Regions from separate parts of the Culex quinquefasciatus genome. Here region 1 is linked to region 2. Evidence: chromatin contacts called from public Hi-C data. All regions are on one chromosome and are shown on one strand. The core of a region is the stretch at or near the end of the contact, and the rest is flanking DNA. Distances in the headings are between cores, read along the strand shown.

The links. Hi-C and Micro-C count contacts between places; a contact is called where the count stands out from the background.
Region 1: a Hi-C map of whole body shows a contact between it and region 2, with 2.7 times the contacts expected there. The contact joins the promoter of LOC6048336 here to the promoter of LOC6051686 in region 2. A contact is called at or near these places in 2 of 2 Hi-C or Micro-C datasets (both in whole body).

What each region holds. Positions count from the first base shown.
Region 1 is chr2:224,943,202-224,948,407 of VPISU_Cqui_1.0_pri_paternal, forward strand. LOC6048336 (nicotinamide/nicotinic acid mononucleotide adenylyltransferase 3) reads left to right here and starts at 2,210. Exons shown (of 6, transcript XM_038255009.1): 1 at 2,210-2,432; 2 at 2,496-2,719; 3 at 2,778-3,050; 4 at 3,113-3,267; 5 at 3,398-3,734; 6 at 4,147-4,478. The coding sequence starts at 2,348. The coding sequence ends at 4,188. LOC6048333 (beta-1,4-galactosyltransferase 7) reads right to left here. Exons shown (of 4, transcript XM_001865235.2): 2 at 5,191-5,206; 3 at 4,841-5,132; 4 at 4,465-4,776. The coding sequence ends at 4,533.
Region 2 is chr2:224,719,900-224,725,165 of VPISU_Cqui_1.0_pri_paternal, forward strand. It overlaps LOC6051686 (AP-2 complex subunit alpha), which reads left to right and starts at 3,621. Exons shown (of 8, transcript XM_038252784.1): 1 at 3,621-3,774; 2 at 4,415-4,648; 3 at 4,708-4,919; 4 at 4,983-5,266. The coding sequence starts at 4,585. It overlaps LOC6053052, which reads right to left and starts at 2,828. Exons shown (of 3, transcript XM_038254726.1): 1 at 2,662-2,828; 2 at 1,734-2,599; 3 at 1,454-1,675. The coding sequence starts at 2,706. The coding sequence ends at 1,597. It overlaps LOC6053051 (cytochrome c-2), which reads left to right. Exons shown (of 2, transcript XM_001869175.2): 2 at 1-248.

The DNA.
Region 1 (5,206 bases), core at 960-3,459, 220 kb after region 2:
ACCTTTTTTGTACACATTGACTTAAATGATAAGGACCTTATGTTTCAGTAAAACTAAAAACTAACAACTAAATTAAAAACAATAACGAAATAAATTCAAAAAAAAAATTTGGTTGATACGACAAATTACTTGTTTGAATAGAATTCAGTAATAAATTTAAGACTGATTATAAGCTGTGTATGTAGTTATTAAAAACAAGGCATTGCTTAACGTGAAGACTTCCATCATTGTCATGATTTTTCCATCAAATATATAAATTTTGCGGCGCTTTCAATATTTTGGCAAAATTCCTTCAACCAGTTGTTTAGAATAGTGCCCTACACATGCTGATTCCTTTTGGTAACGAATATCCCATTCCTTGTTAAGTTATGGAAATCGTCATTAATCAATGATTGCCAACTAGGACGTCAATGACTGTGCCACAAAATCATATAAATTTTAAAGCACAATTGATTTAGTTTAAAAATTCCTTCAGTGGCTTCAAGAAGGCAACAACCGGCACATGCTGATTCCTTTTGGTGCTGAAATTCGTTAAATTGGATTTAAAACACAATTTTTTATAGTAATGATTAATTTTCTTCGAAAACGGCAACGGCTTCACCTTAATCAAAAACCAAAACAAAACTCATATTGATTTTTTTAAATGGTCTTTACACCTACGCTTGAATTCACTAAATGAAGTTATAGATTTTAAACTATACGGCAAATTATTCCACAAACGTGCACCTCGAACTGCGAATGAATTTCCCATAAAGTTAGTGTGGTGAACTGGTATTATAATATAAAAACGGAATCGACGTAACACCTTATAATGTGGCCCTCTTAAACCTTGCGGTTTCGTCAACGGATTCACAGGCGTGTATCGTTCTTTTTGCGACAAGACTCCGCCTCCCGGGTCTCCTAAGTGTGAAGGTATGGCACGGGGAGAGGGCACCGAATACCTATATTAACACTTAGAATTTTTGCGTCTGCCCGGTGACCTCTGGATTGTGAGTCCAGTGCGCGGTCCGATTGATCCACACAGGCCGACATTATAAACTGCGGTTTCGTCAACGGATTCACAGGCGTGTATCGTTCTTTTTGCGACAAGACTCCGCCTCCCGGGTCTCCTAAGTGTGAAGGTATGGCACGGGGAGAGGGCACCGAATACCTATATTAACACTTAGAATTTTTGCGTCTGCCCGGTGACCTCTGGATTGTGAGTCCAGTGCGCGGTCCGATTGATCCACACAGGCCGACATTATAATATTATTTGTGCGGTTTGAACGACTGAACACTAAACTTTCGAAAAGATATTGCGGCTCTTTGAAATTTATAAGTTTGAATAAAAATAACAATAATTGAAACTGATAGAACTAGCTCAATGACAAATCAAAAATTCACCTTTGAAATTGTGAAACAACTCAAAAAATATTTATTTGCAATTCCGTCGTGAAACTACATACTTTTCTTGTCATTCTCAAGCGACGAAACGGCTCCTTTCATCTACTGAAAATGAATGGAAAACTTTTCAGCTCTGAAATTCTCAGCACTGTAGTGAATGAGTGCGACAGAGAGAAGAGAGAGAGAGACCGAAAGTACCGAGAGTACCGAAAAGTAAAATTTTTCTATATTTTTATGTTTCGAACGGTGAATTTACTTTACACATGAATGTTTGACATATATAATAAAATTCGAAAAGTGGTTTTTGGAACCGTAAAAAAAATGGTTAACACGTGGCAAAATTTGATTTCTTCAGCACCCGTCGTATTTATTTAATTCGGTAAATCTCGTTGGATAAATGTACGACTCGTGCTGAAAAATCTTCTTTTTGCAACTTGTTGCATAAACCACCGATAATAAAAATGTGATGAGAAAGGTTTTATTTCCCTTAAGTTATTTCCACTGAGAAATATAACGTCCCGATCGGCCGTCGCAGCCAGATTTTATCCAACTATCAGACTAATCAGGGCGTTGCATTTCTCAGAGGGTTGTTTGATTATAGCGCAACGCACTGAACGGAAACGCCTTTAATTATGCACACAAAAAACTGTTATACCAAAAAGCTCACCCCCTGTTTCTCGCTCTCGTGCTTAGTGTTGGTGTTATACGCTTTCAAACACTTTTGTTACAGATTTAATTCGGTGAGCTTTCATATAAGCCTGACACGAAGTGAACCATACAAATGTTTCTTACATACTTCGCACAAACTCGTAGACGATTTGGCAACCCTGCTTGTCAAGGACGTCATGCATGAAAAGGATGATTCAAAACAAAATTTTCAAATATTGATGTAGCAAAGTTGGTATTTTTCAAGTAAAATCTCCCGATTCCTGTGAATTCCAGTATTCAACAGTAAGCCACCCAGATGAGGATGACGGCGCCGACAAAAATTATGCTAATTGCATGCGGGTCGTTCAATCCGTGCACCCCGATGCATTTCCGGATGTTTGGTAACAAAATCGCTGAAAATGTCTCTAAAATTGCTTCAACTTACCAGAATCGTTTGCTTCCAGAAATCGCTCGGGACCATTTTAACCAGATGGGAACGGCAGAGGTTGTCGGTGGCATTGTTTCCCCGGTGCACGACTCGTACGGCAAGAAGGGGCTGGTGTCCGCTAGCCACCGGTGCACCATGATTAAAATTGGCCTGCAGTCCTCGGACTGGGTCCGGCTCTCCGACTGGGAAACGCAGCAGGAAGAGTGGACAAGAACCAGGCTGACGCTTCAGTATCATCAGGTAAAAGATAGGGGGAAGAGGGAACTTGCGAGTTTTATTTTGAGTTTGCTTTTTTTAGAACTACATCAACTCGGTCCTGAAGGATTCCAACAGCATCAACGATCAGCAGATTCCTTCCTGGTTGCCAGAGGGATTGAACAAAATGACCGGGCACGTCCAGCTGAAGCTGCTGTGCGGGGCTGACCTTTTGGAGTCGTTTGCGACGCCAGGTTTGTGGAAGGACGAAGACATCGAAGCCATCATCGGTCAGCACGGTTTGGTGGTGATCTCGCGAGCCGGATCCAACCCTGAGCAGTTTATATTCAACTCGGATTTGCTCAGCAGATACAGAGTAAGGAAGGCGTGGTACGGGTTAGCTAGTTCGGATGATTAGTAATACTTGATGTCTTTCAGCGAAACATAACTATTGTGACAAACTGGGTGACAAATGATGTGAGCTCGACCCTTGTTCGTCGTTTGCTGGGCAGAGGACTGTCGGTAAAATATTTACTGGACGACTATGTTACAGAGTACATCAAGAAGCACCTCCTGTACGGCTCGAGTGCAACGTAAGTATTTTTTTTTTCTAACGCCACAGATTTCAATTTCATCTGGTCTTGCCAAGGAATGAGAAGTGAAACAACTACCCCATTCAATTTAACATCTCATTTTCACATGTCTGTGCCTTGATCACTACAGTAAGTTCAATTTAACCCCAAATACTGGCGTGGAAGTTATGAGTATTTCACCAGTTTCACCTGTAAATGATAACGAAGATTACATTGAGTGTCAAAACCAGCTGAACACGCTCAACTCCGAATCCATGGATGAAACGGATTTTCCGCGCAACGCATTGAACCGTGTTTTTTGCTGTGGCACCGAAAACGATGCCAAGAATTCGGCCAAAAACATGCGCGGATTTTTGTCTGCTCCGGGCGGAGCAGTTCAGATTATCACCACAAAGGCAACGACAGCAGCATCCGTTACGCCCGATTCCGCGATCGATACGGTTTCATATCGCACAGCAGACGAAAAGGTGGGTGAAGAGGTGGAAAAGAAATCGCTTGCACAAAACAATCGCACCAGCACACCAACAGTCACAAAGCCGGCGTCGGAAGTCTGTTCCGACGCGGCTCCGGCAGCTAGTCCCGCTTCGAAGGAAGAATCCACGGGAAGGGTCAGCCCAGCGAAAAGCTACGACGATATGATCAAGTTTGTTTTCACAGAGCACGGCATCAAGGTTATAAGTGATCGGGAGTACGTCGTTTAGGGCGCAACCACATTTTAGCTTGTGAGGGTAATTTGCTTTCGTTGAACCCTGTCCAAAATGCATGCCCATCTATCGAAATGCACGCCTTTTTCTAGTAGATTTCTTACTTCTATTTCTATGAAATGTTTCAGTTTCAATCAATCTAACTGAATGTCTATCCCTTTCTCTATAAAACCAGGTTGTCCCCAAAAAGTTGAAACTTTCGGCGGTTCCAGTGTAATTTCCGCAGCTGTAACATTGGTAGAACAACTTTATTGAGAATATTTAACTAAAATTTCTTCAGTTAATCTCTTAGTTTTAGCACTGTTTTTTGATTTATTTTTATCCTATTTATTACAACGATTTAATTAAGTTTGCTCAAGTGTTGTTATTTTTTAATCTGAACAATTTATAATTGTTACTTACTGAAAAGATTATCGCTTTCTATCAATTAAGTCAAACAAACACAAAAAAGTTTATGGTAGCGCCAGGCGAGTTTGCTAAATAAAACTCTTGATTAGTTTGAAACGAGATTTATTGGACTATCGTGTTTTGAAGAACAATCCTATGGCAAAGTGGTGCAAATCAGACCTTCTTTTTGCTGTCCGTCTTCATATCACATTCACACCAAGGAGTTTGCGTTTTATTGCACTCTAAGTCTATGTTTAACACAGTCACTGGCACGGTGTCCACTGTAAGTTCCTTCCGGTCTACGATCGTGTACCGGATTGTGTTCAGGCCGGTTTCGCGGTCTCGCCTTCTCGTGACTTCACGCTGGTTGTAGCACTTTGTCGTGTCCCGTCTCCGGTGCAGGCGATCGTGAATGTGTCTGAAAGGGGGTTAAATTAGAGGTTATTTCTTGAACTGACTTTGGACGTCGTGTTGTCACCGACAGAAAAGTGTTCTCGGGGCCGGTTGTAATGTTCCGTGGTCGAAACACTTCCAGACCCGCTTCCTTTATTCGTACGTAAAATTCGTCATCCTCAAGACCCCAGCCCCAGTACCGGTTGGACATTCCGTTGAGCTGCTGATAGTGCTCGACCTTTAGCAGCAAAATGCCACCGATGAATGTCGCGTAATGGTACTTGGGATGAAACTCTGGACCGGAAATGTGGAGAGGACCTTCGCCCGGGTACTCGTACTTTAAATTATCATTCAGTGGAAGCAAGTCCACATCGTGCATTCCTAAAATTAAACTCGCAATTTTATAATTTGCCGAAATCTTTCAATCAGCTCCTCTTACCTATGTAGTCGAACTG
Region 2 (5,266 bases), core at 2,371-4,870:
GGTGCCCTCTCTGATGGGTAAGGAATCGATTACGTTTTTCGTTTTTAATATCGGATTAGGTTTTTTCTTACGTTCACAATCGCTTTCGACGTGCGCCGCCGTTTCGTAACGAGGAGACAACACTCGCGCAGAAATTAAAAAAAAAAACCTGTAAAATTTTATCCTAAATTCGGTGCAAAATTGAAACGGACTTTCATTCGTGCCGGAAGAATAAAACGCGTTGGACCGGATGTTACGGTTCTTCTGGAGATGGGCTTGTTTTGATGTGCGGGGAATATCCGAAATCTTTGCCAGATTTTTTTGACAAAGGACTTTGTCTTAAAGCTCTATCTGCGGTGTCAATCCAACATTTTTGAAGTTGTCAAGCGTTACTATCGCATGCCCTCGGCGTGACATTCTAGGTACTTGATTCTTACGTCCCAAGCAGAGCTGAAAATGTCAAGGGTCCTTACGCGAAAATCGGTGACGCATACACGATTTTTTCAGATCCATTCACTGAACCGCAAAACCGTGACGTAAACAACCCCGACTCAGTCGTGAGTGCCCTAGCTCACTGAGTAGCTGCAATGCGAGGCAGTAATCGACCAACGCTTATTCGACGTTGCACGCACACACATGAAGAAACAAGTTTTTACACAAAAAGTTGGTATTTATGCGTGGAAATGTTATTTTGAATATAAGTTATGGTTGTTTTAAGTGTTTTGCACAGTCTAGAACCATTCAATTGATTGAAAATAGTCAAAATAGTGTTTAGAGAGGATTTTACGAGTCAGTCATACGACACGAATTGAGTGAGTGTAGCTCATTTTTTCACGTCTCTCATTCTCCAGCAGCCAACCGGCACGAGTCAGGCGGCAGTGGTTGAACGGACACAGTAGGCTTACAGTCACAAGCTAGCAGTGAACTGACATTTTGGTTTGCTTCATGTGTACGCTGGTTTGGAAACATTTTGCAGGCCTGGTCTGCAACGCAACAGTTTTCTGCTGCGTGGCAGCTGTATATGTCACTGTCATACTGGTCATTTCGAGCCAAACATTTCATTAGGGCACAAAACCAAAAAGTAAACATTCGGGATTATTCCACTATTCCACTCCATAGTACACTCCCTACATGCCCTCCAAGAATCAGATTGATAGCAAACAATTTCCTATTGAAAAAATCAAAAAAAACAAAAGGGCACATAACAATGTTCACTCCAAACCAGAAAAAAGTTCAATTGTGCCCTTTTCTTTTTCGTTAGTTTTTCGTGGTTAAGGAACTTTCCATGTTATAAAGTGAACTTTTCATACATTCTTAACACTAATTCACATCAAACAAATTTTGTAACATAACCACCTGCACCTTTTTTTGCTCCAGATTCGTATTTGGTTGTTAGTTTGGCGATTTTTTTTATGGGAAGTAATTTGCGATTGTAGACGGTATTGTTTTGATTTGCAGCATGATAATCGAAATATTTTCTTCAAGCTGGTTATTTTGGAAGGTTCGTGCCTAGCACGGCTTTATTGGAAATCAACAGCGGACATTCAATGTCCATGATAAAAGTAAATAATCAGAGTTCAATCAATAATGAAACCAATCTCGGAATGGTTTAACAAATTATAAATCGACCATTCGCGAACCTCCTACGAGACGAACCACATCACGACAAACAGCATTTCGTAGTCCGACGAGTTGGCTGAAAAGAACCAAAAAAATCAATCTCAAACCTCCCAAATCAACCAAAGGCGATCCACCTACACCTCTCCGACGGCTCCACAATCCGGAACTTTTCGACGTGGCCCCAGCGCTCGTGCAGCTGCTCCCTCAGCCTGACCTGGGCGCACTGGTACAGCGTAACGGAGCGCACACTGGGCGGCAGCTTTGGCCACTTGCTAAACTCCTTCGCAAACAGCGAGTGCGCAATCGTGAGCGAACGCAGCCAGCGCAGGTTCTTGAGCAGCCGCAACGGCCGGATGCCGGTCACTTCGATGTACTCGAATTTGAGCACCTGAACGCGGGGCATAAACTTGACCAGCACTTCCAGGTGGTCACTGCGCACTCGGGCACAGCGCAGCGCCACGTTGGTCACGTTCCGGAATAGCTGGACCAGCGTGCTAAAGTCCCCAAGGCAAACGCCGGAAAACGTCACCTCTTCCAGGTTGTTCGGCAGCTGGTCCCAGGTGCGCCGTTTGTTGCACCGGGCCAAAATCAAAAACAAATGCAGATTCTTGAGCCGCGGACAGTACTGTACAATCTGTTCCACCAGCGTAATGTGCGTGACCCGGTGGCGCTGCTCGTAATGCAAATAAGTCAAGTCCTCAAACTTCCTCAGAATCCCAAGCAACGAATTGATCCCGGGTAGCGTCTCGTGCATGTACAGAATCGTCAAGGCCCGGTACCGGCGATCGCTGTTGCAAAGCACACTCCCAATATACCGGACCGTCTTAATCCGCGTCGGTTGGCCGTGGCCCTGATTGCACTTGCAATCAACCTCCAGCTTCATCAAAACCCGTTCGTTCAGGAAGGCCCCACTCATCGCTAGCCGGTTCCAGTTCCGGCAAACAAGCGTGCAATTCAGCCGAGAATTGAAATCCAGATAATCGAAAATCAAAAGTTGAAGCTGTAAACAAAAACAAAAATGCGCCTTTTAGAGAATTCGCCGCCACGCACGAACAAACAAACCTCCGGCGGCAAATCCTGAATCAGGGTGCTGCTTGTCGGTTCCATGCTGGATGCTGTTGCTGCCGGACAGCGGGAAAGCTGGGTGAAGTTCTTTCGGAATCTATTTCCGTAAAATCGTAAAATGATTTTCTTGTTACTCTGCAGGTCGACCGTAGACGTCACAACATTCCAGCAGGGATGCCAGATGTGCAGAATTTATCTGCAACATATTGCATTTATTCAAAATGGCCAGGGTTGCAGATAATTTGCCGTTGCAGACTTTAGCAAGAATTTAAGAATTTAAGAATTTAAGAATTTAAGAATTTAAGAATTTAAGAATTTAAGAATTTAAGAATTTAAGAATTTAAGAATTTAAGAATTTAAGAATTTAAGAATTTAAGAATTTAAGAATTTAAGAATTTAAGAATTTAAGAATTTAAGAATTTAAGAATTTAAGAATTTAAGAATTTAAGAATTTAAGAATTTAAGAATTTAAGAATTTAAGAATTTAAGAATTTAAGAATTTAAGAATTTAAGAATTTAAGAATTTAAGAATTTAAGAATTTAAGAATTTAAGAATTTAAGAATTTAAGAATTTAAGAATTTAAGAATTTAAGAATTTAAGAATTTAAGAATTTAAGAATTTAAGAATTTAAGGATTTAATAGTTCAACAATTTGAGATTTCTTGCTTACTTTTTCAAAAGGTCAATTTTACCGGATTTTTTCTGCATTGCCAAATAATCCGTTGAAAGCTGTAACATTTTACATCTCTCAAAATCCTCATATAAAAATCAGGATTTTTGGATATTCTGGATAAATATTAGTTGAGAAGTGAAAACTGTCTTACCTTATTTCTCTTCAATGCACCTTGGTCGGCCGCCGCTTCGCTCAACCCCTCTGAGAAATTTGACGCCCCGATCAGCCTCACATCAGCTCTACTTTATTCAACCATCCAGCCAAATCGCGGCGCCCGATTTCTCAGAGGGAAGTTGGATGACGTTTGCTTTCTCGGCGTACGAGAACGGAGCAGTAGCGAAAAATTCGATCGATATTTCGTAAATCCCGTGTCCCGTGAATAGGAACCTGAACCTGCTGCTGCAACTGCCGCTGCCGCTGTTGGTGTCCCCCACCGTGTGAGTACTATTCCGACCCGGTTCCGCGTGCACTGCAAACTACGCGGCCCGGAAGTGGGTTGCTTTGGTCGGGTGGAGTGAGTGCAAGTGAAATTTTTCTGGGCGTCAAATTCAGAAGAAGAATAGTGAAATTCATTGCTTGCTGCTGCGGTCGTTTTGTCGCCTTTTCCCCAACACCCGACTACTCCTCCGCCCCTTTCTCTCTCTACTTGTCTGTATTTATTCACATTCATTCATTGCTCTAGTCCGCGGACGCAACGGCGCGGCCAGCATCATAGTAGGCACCACTAGCATTGAAGAAAAAGTTCAGTAATTGACGAAGAAGAGCCTGCTATGTTCTGCTGAGCTGGAGGGAAGTGTTCTGATCTGTTATCACATCATCGGTGCAAAGTGTTTTCGTTCTCGGTTCATTTATCTGCATTCCTTTGATCTTGTCTGGCTTTTGAAAAGCACGTACACGTAAGAAAATAATGGCTTATCTCTTGGGATAACAACTCGCAGATTGGGGTTTGCAAGCTTCGCATAGTCATCACTTAGGTCTGCTACAAAATCGCAGCAGCAGCAGTCGCGAAAAAGGCGAAAGTTCATATTATTTCCTCTCTTCTTTCTCCACCACACTCGCTGCGGACTCTCGCCACAGATTGTGTGTGTTTTTGCATCGCAGTGAGCCACGACACGACCTGCTCCTCTCGCTTGAGCTCGCAATCTCGTCGTCCAAGTAGTCGGGGAGAGGATCGATAAGCGGATACTAGGAAAGCAGCGGGGGAAAAAAACAAGCAAGTCAAAACAAAAACAAAGTCGGTTCCCGCGATGGCACCGGTTCGGGGCGATGGAATGCGCGGCTTGGCCGTGTTCATTTCGGATATTCGTAATTGTGAGTATATTTAACATTTACGTTAGTGACTTTTGCACAAATTTCTTATTTTTTGTTAGGTAAAAGCAAAGAAGCGGAAATCAAGCGCATCAACAAGGAGTTGGCCAACATCCGGAGCAAGTTCAAGGGGGACAAAACGCTCGATGGGTACCAGAAGAAAAAGTATGTGTGCAAGCTGCTGTTTATCTTTCTGCTTGGACACGACATCGATTTTGGCCAGATGGAGGCCGTCAACCTGCTGTCGTCGAACAAGTACTCGGAGAAGCAGATTGTGAGTCGCGTTGTCTTAACAAGAAAGGAATCGATTGTCTAAGTGTTTCCCGTTTAATTCCAGGGCTATCTGTTCATCTCGGTGTTGGTCAATACCAACAGTGACCTGATTAAGCTCATCATTCAAAGCATCAAGAACGATCTGCAGTCGCGCAATCCGATTCACGTGAACCTGGCCCTGCAGTGTATCGCCAACATCGGATCTCGGGACATGGCCGAGGCGTTCTCGACGGAGATTCCCAAGTTGCTGGTGTCGGGCGACACGATGGACGTGGTCAAGCAGTCGGCGGCGCTTTGTCTGTTGCGTTTGTATCGCACCTGTCCGGACATCATCCCGGGCGGAGAGTG